2 separate regions of the Hordeum vulgare genome follow, and region 1 is linked to region 2. Evidence: chromatin contacts called from public Hi-C data. All regions are on one chromosome and are shown on one strand. The core of a region is the stretch at or near the end of the contact, and the rest is flanking DNA. Distances in the headings are between cores, read along the strand shown.

Region 1 (4,657 bases), core at 918-3,417, 130 kb before region 2:
AGGTAGTCCTGGTGCTCTCATATGAGTCATGGGCATGCTTGATGCAGAATTGGCCAGTGTAAACTTCACTATGCATTCTTGGGTGGTAAATAAATAGAGTATTCTCAAATTATTCAATCAAAACATTACATGATGTTTTTGTGCTCTTGTTGTGTAACTGTACCGAAGTGCTATGGACACAATTTCTTTAGTGGATTCCCTGTAATAACATAAGGCTGTTATATTGGAGAACATCGCAATCTTTCCACCACAAATTTGAAATGATTCTGGATGCACTTTCTTCTTTCTAATCGTTGTTCCTGTAGGAAACTGAATTGTTTCTGAAGGTGCATGAGAGGAACAGAAACACATGACTGGCCACATTGCATAGCAATGTGCAAAGCATGGAAATTCTCACATTCTTTCTAGATAATTGCCTAAAGATTACCTTTTAGTCTTTAATGCTACTGGAGTTGCCAACAATGATGATAAGAATTTACTTGGAGTACATTGAACTCACACTGATCAAAATGTGATGTTGTTGCTGTGTTGATCACTGAACCTGAATTCAGTTACCACTGTTGGTAAGTGAACCTGAATTCTTCTGGTCTCCAGAATTACCGTCGATCTGCAGCTCTTGATCTGCTGTTGCCCTTGCCATGCTGATCTGCAGTTCATCTTTTTGTTTTTTGTGCCAATTAATAGACGAGGCAATGACAGCCGCCACTGCTGCCAATCAACAGAGGAGGTGAGGACAGCCTGGGGCGGCGCTGGGTGAGGTGAGATGGTGGGGCGTCATAGATTGGCAGCGACCCGCTTGGTCCTATGGCGAGCCGGCGGTGAGCCATAGGAGCGGAGGGTGCTTGTTGTTGCCGAGGTACTTGAGGTACTTGGGGTTGACGTGGGGAAAAAGAACTATTGGGGGGTCATCGGAATTGACGACGAAGCGGACCGACAGGTCCCACCACTCCACCGCTGCCAACTACACCGTCGGGATCGCCGGGGTCGGAGAAGGGGAGGAGGACGAAGCAGAGGGGGCGGGGCGTGATTAACATGGGCGGTGCAGATTGAAGCGGCGACGCGGGTGGGTGCGCAGAGCGCTGGGCCCTGCGGCGGCTGCCGGCGATGGCTGGAGCTCGTTCCTGCCGCGGGCGAAGAGGCAAGGGTGATTTGCAGGGACTATAATATCACAAGGTTTTTTTTGCAAAAACGAAAATAAACTAACCCGTGGACAACTTTTTTCGGACGGAGGGAGTATCTCTTACATGTTCACTTGGACAAAGCTTAAGTTTATAGTCATATAAAGTTCATAAATACGTTCTAAAATATTCATGAAATATTTAATTCCATTTTTGTTATACACTAGGTCAAAATAGAATTGTCCTCGATGTGTGACACATACTGTATGATTGTTATTTTTTCTTGGTCGTCTCGAACTTCACATGCCATCCTCAAATAGGCAAATCGTGGGACAACAAACATAACTGCTTATTAACTGTCATAAAGTCGAAGGTGTCTTTTTCGTTGCTCCTGGTGGCTAACTATTTGGCATAGGTCCATGCAGATTTCGTGCAAGTCCTTGCGGTGTGTGCCTCTTCGAATGGGTTTGCGATGAAGTCAAAGTCGCTGAATTGCGGAGGAGTGATGTCGATGACACTTGTAGTCCGTCTCGACGGCGCTCCTCTTCTGACGGCGTATATATCTGGTGTGGATATTCACGTTGGCTGGTGGTGCCCCTTTGTGGGCTGTATCGTTTTTTTTTCTGGTTTTCCGTAACTAACCAGCCAAACATCTTCTTTATTATTAAGAATTTGAGATGAGACAAAGTTTTTGTCTCTATTTAAAAAATATTATTTTGTAATTGTTAAACAATTTTCTATTATCTGATTTTTTTTCTTCATTTTATTGATATATTTTATTTATAGAACAAATGATAAAAAAAACATATACGTGTATTGCACGTGCAAGCTTACTAGTATATATATATATATACAAGAATTATAGCGGCTAAGCAAGGACTCCCGTCGTGCGTTTGTGAGCAGGAGTTACCGCATGTTGACACGCGTACTTGATTTCTTTTTTTTTACTCTCCTGGACGTGATATCGATGGATTGCTTCCTGCTGACGCGTGTTTCCTATTTCCACCTCTCCTTCTCTATGCATTCTTTTCTTTTTACTGGACTGGCTGCTCATGGGTCACTGTCTACCGGTTCACCGCTTTGATTGGGCTAGCGGTATGGAGCACTCACCCTCCTCCCCTCTCCCCTCCGCTGCCCCCACGGCGGCCGGAGCCCAGATCCCTCCGCCCAGCCCCTCCCACCAGTCCCCCGTCAGCCCTGCCTCGCTGCTACAGCTGCTGGCCTCCCCCCGGGCTGCCTCTCCTCTGCCTCGCCTTGCCTGGGCGCAGATGCCACTGCAGAAGAGATGTGTTCGCCGATTGGATCTGGAGGTACGATTCAATGCCGGATCCCGCCGGCCGCAGGTGTATCTTACCATTCCAAGCCCACGGCAGCGCTGCCCTCTCCCGCGAGCTGCGCCCCACCACCTCCCCGGCCCAGACTGCGCTCGCTGGTCGTGGCGCCCGAGGGCTGGACGGCGCAGTCCTCGTCCAGCGCGCCTCCGCGCCAAAGGCTCCAATCCATTATTGTGGCGCCAGGAGAGACTTCAACACGAGCTGCAACCTCTCTGCCGGCTGCCAAGAGCCTTAATGCTGCCATAGCACCAGTCGATTCCGAGCAGGATTGGAATCTGGTTCGCTCCAGGAAAGAGATGAGGAAGATGAAGGCTACCTCTTCGGGAGAGCTGCGTATGCATCCACGTGCTCCTCCTTCTGATCCTGCGGCTCTGCAGCAACACCTAGCCTTCAAGGCCCGTTTCAATGGCCGTTGTATCCGTTGCCTCTCAAAGCGCCACCGCTTGGCATCCTGCCGAGACCCAGTTCGCTGTATCCGCTGCAAAGGGACCGACCACCTTGCCCGCTCCTGCTCTGCCTCGCTCCCTCCTCTGAAACCGCCAACTGCCAGCAAGCATCTCATCCAGCCTCCGCCGCTGCAAGGAAACCACCTCGCCTGGCCGGAGCTGTGTGCGCACCCAGGACTGATGGAGTTCACCCCTGGGCTTGCTTCCCGCCGCCCGGAGCGCTCCTCCTGTGTCGTCGTGAGCACCCCGGAGATGGAGGCCGACGCCTATCATTTGCGTCGCTCGGCATTGACGGCCACTGCAGCTGACGAAAGGGTCGACTTCGCCACATCCCTCGTCGCCAAAGCGCTGGAGCAAGCACTTGACATCCCTTGGGAATCCATCCAAGTGGCTTCAGCGCACCCGGAGGACTACCTCATCCGCTTCGCTGAGCCGTACCAGCGTGACCTTGCCCTCGAGCGGGGCAATGTCCGCGTTGGTGCTGTCCGTTTGCAACTCGAGCAGTGGGATCCGACACCGGCAGGCACCATTCGCAACCTGCGCTTCTACTGCCGACTTGCCATCTCTGGGATCAAATTCCATGCTTGGAGGCTTGATGTGGTCAAGAAGCTGCTGGGAGACTCCTGCATCGTTGATCGGATGGAAAGGCAGACCGAGCGCCTTCAGAACGTGGCTGCCTTCTTCGTCTGGGTGTGGACGGAGAACCCATACTCCATCCCCAGAGCGGTTGATCTCACAATCGTCGATCGTGCCAGAGACGGCCGCAACAGGCATCAGCTTCCTGACGGCGTGCCGGCAGAAGAAGGGCATCAAGGCCCGATGACTGGGGTGCTCATCCACCTGGTCTTGGCCAAGGACTACTCCCCGCGCGCCTCCGACTCCGCCGCTGCAGAAGAATACCCACGCATCTACACCTACAATGTGCAGATCGGCACCATGGATGGGCGTGTAGTGCCGCCCCGTCGCCCGTCGGGTGCTGGTTCCTTGAGGCTTCCTCGACGTCGTGATGACGACGCTGATGACGAGGGGCAGGACCGCCAGCGTCGTCGTCGTGCTGGGAAGCGCCGCTCGCTTTGGCAATCGGTTGTTGGGCAGGCTCAGTGTCGTGACACCGCCCGCTTCGATCCGATGCCGCGTCGGGATGGGCGCAACATAGAGCGCTGGGGTCGCTCCGATGCTAGCCGCACGGCGCCGAGCCGCCTCGCCAACCAGGAGAGAAGGTGGTACACTTCCACCATCCCACCACCGGCCCCACGTCGGGCGCCCTCTACGACCTCGTCCACGACAATTCCTGCTGGCTCGGTGCACCACCCTTCTTCCAGCCGATCGGTGCAGGGCACTGCGGCTGCTCCTTCCGCCCCCGCCGAAGATGAAAACCACTGGAGCGGCAGATCATCAAATGCTGTGGTTGAGGACACGGGCAGACAAGCTGCCCCTGGCATGCATGTTTTGTCGCAGCAGGAGGAGCCGGCTGAGCTGGGGATAATTGCTCCCGATGCACGCTGGAACGGCGGCCCGGCTGCCATGTCGCCGCTGGACGAAGTGTTGGTTGCTGCCTCTCGCACACAACTACATCAGCTATGCCTGATGGGCAACCCGGCCTTGGGAGATGAGGGTATGCATGGTAATATGCTAAGCTCTTTTGGCGAGCTGGGAATCTCCCCTTCTGCAACCATGATACAGCAACACACTGGTCAGATCCGCACTGCTTCATCCCCAGGGACGCTCTGTCCCAACATGGCCACACTGCATGGGCAAC
Region 2 (4,917 bases), core at 1,498-3,997:
CAAACAGGTTACTAATAAGGAATATCTTTATATTGCATATCTTACAAGTCAAATCATGCAACTGATTTGTTCACCAAGTCTCTACCAACTTATACATTCCAAAATATGTTCATGGAATTGGTATGTGGCTGCTTCGTAATTTGCAAGAATCACGGGGGTATCTTCTTGAATTGTTCCTGTTCAATGCATCATATTAACTCTTTTCCCTTCATGAGTTTACTATACATGTTCTCATAAAGGTTTTTAATGAGGTAATAACGGCATGAGATCATATGTCGTACTTTCTGTTTTTTCCACCGGGGTTTTTGGGAAAGTATATATGACATATTCATTGTCCTCAAAACTATATGAGTTTTCTCGTATTGAGTTAAAAGAGACAATGATCATTATATGTTGCATCATTTTTTCTTATTTTTCCACTAGGTTTGAAAGAGTTTTAGCAACATATCAAGCACCTATCTCCTCATATTTTTTCCCACGGGATTTTTGAAGGAGACTCTTTCCAAGATGACGATGCTAGCATGGATTAGGGAGAGTGTTAAGATTAATTAATATAGTTAATTTGGGGAAAATTCCTACCTACATTAACCGCCGATGGATGCTATTTCGGCAACCGGCGCGCTGGTTCACATACATACGCCTCTCCAAAATGAGGTGTCCTCCTTATACCTATATATGTAGAATCATCAATGGAAGTGAGCAGAGTTCGATCACTTTTGTTTCTTTTTGATATCAGCAATGAAGAGGAGAATGTGGTCCTCGTTCATCTATAAGAGGAAATAAATATCACAAGAAATGATAAGAGGGGTCCCAGTGAGAACACATGGTCATGATTGCCACGTTTCCAAAGAAACACGATAGTCGTGCTTTTTTTATGTACGTACGTATACATACATACATACATACATACATACATACATACATACATACATACATACAAGACCACCTAAGGGATGAAAGCTCTTTGACCACAAGGCCTCCATCCATGAAGAGGTTTCCCCATGTGAAATTCAAGTCCTCTTAAGTCCTCATTGTCCTAGGACCTGAGAAAGAACACCATCTTGAGAAATCCTCTTCGGAGCCTGACCTCATCTGCTCCCTCTCACAAAAAAATCCAAAAAGTACTAAATAAATCCAAAAAAACTTTGTTCCAGGCAGCCCTAAAAAAACTTTGTTCCAGCTCCAGGTAGGTTAGCAAACTAAGTGGTCGACCAAAGCCCACTAAGGATAAATAAGGAAGGACTAACTTTGTAGTTCGGACCACACATAATTTTCATCGAGTCTGGCTATCTGCAGATGCCAACATTGCATTAGTTAGTTTTGTTTTTGTCCACCGTTCCAGATAAAACAAAATCCACAATTCTTTTCTTCCTCCACCACTTCCGACGACCAACAAATCCTATCCTAGAACGGAGATTCCACTACCTCCAGAAGCCCCTGCTTTAAGCAAACTCGCATCATGCATGAAGGACTCTTGCAGGGAGACTAAACCTCTCACAGCTGGTATGGTACTGCAATCCCAAAAAAAAAAAAAATCAGCACAAATGCCCGTGCGTTGCGACGAAAGAAAATATCAATTCTTATGAATCATGGTTGGCTAGGTCGAGGAACTATGTCACGGACAACGATTGCCAATCACAAAATAAAAGATGCATTATTTGAGGATCAAGACGTAGAGCTTAGGACATGGTTATGATTTGAAGTAAATTGATATTAACAATATACTTTTATGAAAACTCTTGATCCCGTGTGTTGCAACGGTAAAGAAAAATTGGCCCGTACTAAGAATTAGTGAGAATTATTTATCAAAATACATCCACAATTCATGTAAATTTAGCCTTTATCAATATATGTGGAAACATGAATGAAATGTTTTCAGCAGTTATCTTGTTATTTGATTTTGAGCATTGAACTGGATTTTTATTGAGTAAAAATAGATCCATAAAGTTAGACATATACTATGAGAACTTTAAATATGCGATGAATCTTGAAATTCACAATCACGTATTTGTAGTTCAACCTAAATTTTAATCGCATTGGAGTTTATGTTTTTAGGAACAGAAGTCTGAACTAAATACTAATGGAATTTTTTATTTGGACTTTGAGTAATTTTTTGATTCCACAATTTTTTTAAATCATTATGAACCTTCAAAATATTCTAATATTTTTTGCGGGGATCCAGTTTCAAATTTGAAACAAACAAAACAAGAAAAGAAAAGGTTCAAACAGCAGCATTTAAGTTTTATTTTTTTACAGGTAAAAACAGCAGCATCCAAGTTAACCTAAATAGCCTCAGCCAAGGTCTATCTCCCCATTCTGAACGAGTACATCAGCACTACACCATCTTGAACCTCCTGGCAGCGCGAGTAGCTGTGTTGTGCCCCTAAACCGTATACGTTGCGACGCCGCATCCTATAGTTGGCCCAGCACACAAAGCGTTCGATCATAATAAAAAAATCTTTGAAGATGACGATGTCTGCGATGGCCAAGCCAAGGCAGTCGGTCGCGAAGTTGCACGAACATGTGCTCAAAGTGGAGTTTGTTGGACTGGCGAAGCTCGGAGATGAGCCGTAGAGACACCTCTGGTGCGCCATACGTGTGCGGGTCGGGGTCGTCGTTGACGATGTTCGTTCAGTTGAGGCACGTGAGCATGTACCGGGTGCAGCCGGCGGGGTCGGCCACGTCGAGCAGTGTCAGGAAATAGTGCTCCTACTGGTAGTGCCTATAGCAGCACACCGAGATGTCAAGTTGCCTATAGCAGCACACCGAGATGTCAAGCCAGAGGAGGTCTCTGCAGCTCAGGATAATAACTAATAAGAGGTCCAGGCGGCGACGTGGCCGATTCCGGCGCCTCACGAAGTGGCGGACGACTATCCTTGAACCAGGCGTGACCTAAGAATGTGACCCTTGGGATGGCGGTGGCCATTGTCGGCGTGCACGGCCTGGCCTACAGCATGGACCTGCAGGAGGGCAATGAGCAACGACACCGTGACACACGGTTTCACCAAGAGCGACGACCGGCGTCAAGGTGGCGTTGGTGCGGCAGCTTGGTTCGCAGCTGCTTGCGGGATTGCTGATCTTGCGGTGCTTGTTCCGTCGCCGAAGCCAAGATGCGATTCTGCACCAAGAGATACAGGAGAATTTGTGGGTTGGACGCATATATAAAGATGTCCAGCCTAATACAACTCCAAGAAGCCGAAAGCGGACACTAAAAAATTTAGCGTCACACCTAGAAAGAGGCAACGTTTCCATCATAGACAAGAGTCAGATGTGAGTCCTTCTGGTTTATGATTTTGCTCCGGACACACAGAGCCCGATCAGCGTCAAGTGCAAAGTCCTAGGTGGGCTCGTTGGCCGAACACAACGCGAAAGAAAAAAGGTTCGCCGCATGTACTGCAGGTTAATCATCACAAAAGTTGAGGAGCCTTTTGTAAAATAACATGACGGACTAATAATGCTTATTTTTTTTATTAGTAGTATATTATATTAATATTACTAATAATTATATTGTATTATATTATTAGTAGGTAGTATAGGTATATATAGGGTATAGATATAGATAATCTAATAATATGTAGGAGTAAAAAAAATGAAGGTTGGGTAGAATAATTACTTGCAATCCTAACTTAAGCAGCAGAACCCTTGTATAGGCATTAGTTTACCTGATACTTTACCACCACCAGTAAGAAGGGGCACTGCAATAGAACTCTAACAAGGTGGAAAAACTGATAGCTGAATAAGACATGATTCTAATCAAAATATATTGGCAGGGTTTGAGCTTTTCCATCCTCATGTCATTGGGCATCCTTATAAAGGAAAAAATCTGGAACAGAGGCTGGATCCAGCTCATAGAAGCCACTTAGCTTGACACCATTTCCTTCCGTCAGACAGAACGAGGGCACCCGGTGAGAGAACTTCAGATTGTCCCTTGTAGGTATCTCCACAACTCTCTTTCGCTTGCCAGGCTTGAACACCGATGTGTAACCATTGACTTGAGTAAGAAGAGAAACTTTTGTGCTAGCTTCAGTGCGCTCAATGATCTCACCGATGGCAAATCCACAAGCACGTGTGCTCGAGGGAGTCCAGTCAGGTGTCCAGTTCATGTAGATGACCCAAATCTCACCTACTTGTGGAACAATTTCAATCTGCTGATTTGGGTCATGTCCGGTGTATACTAAATGAGAGAAAGCATCGTTTGTTTCATACATGGTTTTCCAGTTTCGAATTTCAAATTTACCACAGCTGACAGGTATATCCTGCTCCAACCACTGTTTCCCCTGCTCCACTTGGGGACAAACTTCAAGCCAGGTCAAATACACTTTGAAAGGTTCTAGCTCGACTTTGCTTACCCAGCCATAAAACTTAGGAAAGTTGTCAACATCACTGTATAAAGCCCATATTTGTCCACGTTCAAAGTTCTGACATGAGCGGCATTCTTCGAAGTTATAAAATTCAGAATCAGGATATGTATAAACTAAGGAGGGACTATTTTGCTCAGAGAAGTCACCTAAAGCATTAGGAGCATTGAGATTTCTCTGCAAGGATTTGTTTGGCTCAGAAGAAATATATTCATGTTTTCCTCTACTGCTTGCACTGTCAGTGCTCAAATCAATGAATGCGCTGCCCTCCTTCTTGCCAGGGGACATGCAGGAGTCAAGAGGAACACAAGGAAACGCTGCATCCAGGTCAATAGGGAGACATGCAGTGTCAAGTTCCAGAAAACCTCCAGGGACACCAACTTTCTCAGTCCCATTTGTCCTATAAAACGGAACACTGTGAGAAAAACGAAGTAGCTCACTTGGTGCCACCACAATGTCAGATTTCTCCTTAACTGTCGCAAATAAACTGACAAAGCCGTCAATCCTGACTAATGGGACAACAGTAACGCCAGCACTAACTGAGAAATTTGACAGGACT

What was found. A called contact is a pair of places that touch in the nucleus more often than the background predicts.
Region 1: a Hi-C map of seedling shows a contact between it and region 2, with 2.7 times the contacts expected there. The contact joins two enhancer-like sites. A contact is called at or near these places in 3 of 6 Hi-C or Micro-C datasets (leaf and seedling).

The regions. Positions count from the first base shown.
Region 1 is chr7H:171,093,546-171,098,202 of MorexV3_pseudomolecules_assembly, reverse strand. It overlaps LOC123411081 (a long non-coding RNA gene), which reads left to right. Exons shown (of 8, transcript XR_006613169.1): 7 at 3-563; 8 at 685-1,337. Among protein-coding and RNA genes, the nearest start is that of LOC123411081, 6.4 kb to the left of the region's middle. Within about 2 kb of position 2,167, at least 2 of the 3 cell types and tissues checked have open chromatin away from gene starts, as enhancers often do. A contact at or near this core is called in leaf and seedling, where this site is marked.
Region 2 is chr7H:170,964,266-170,969,182 of MorexV3_pseudomolecules_assembly, reverse strand. It overlaps LOC123407154, which reads right to left. Exons shown (of 3, transcript XM_045100222.1): 3 at 3,597-4,917. The coding sequence ends at 3,795. Among protein-coding and RNA genes, the nearest start is that of LOC123407154, 7.1 kb to the right of the region's middle. Within about 2 kb of position 2,747, at least 3 of the 3 cell types and tissues checked have open chromatin away from gene starts, as enhancers often do. A contact at or near this core is called in leaf and seedling, where this site is marked.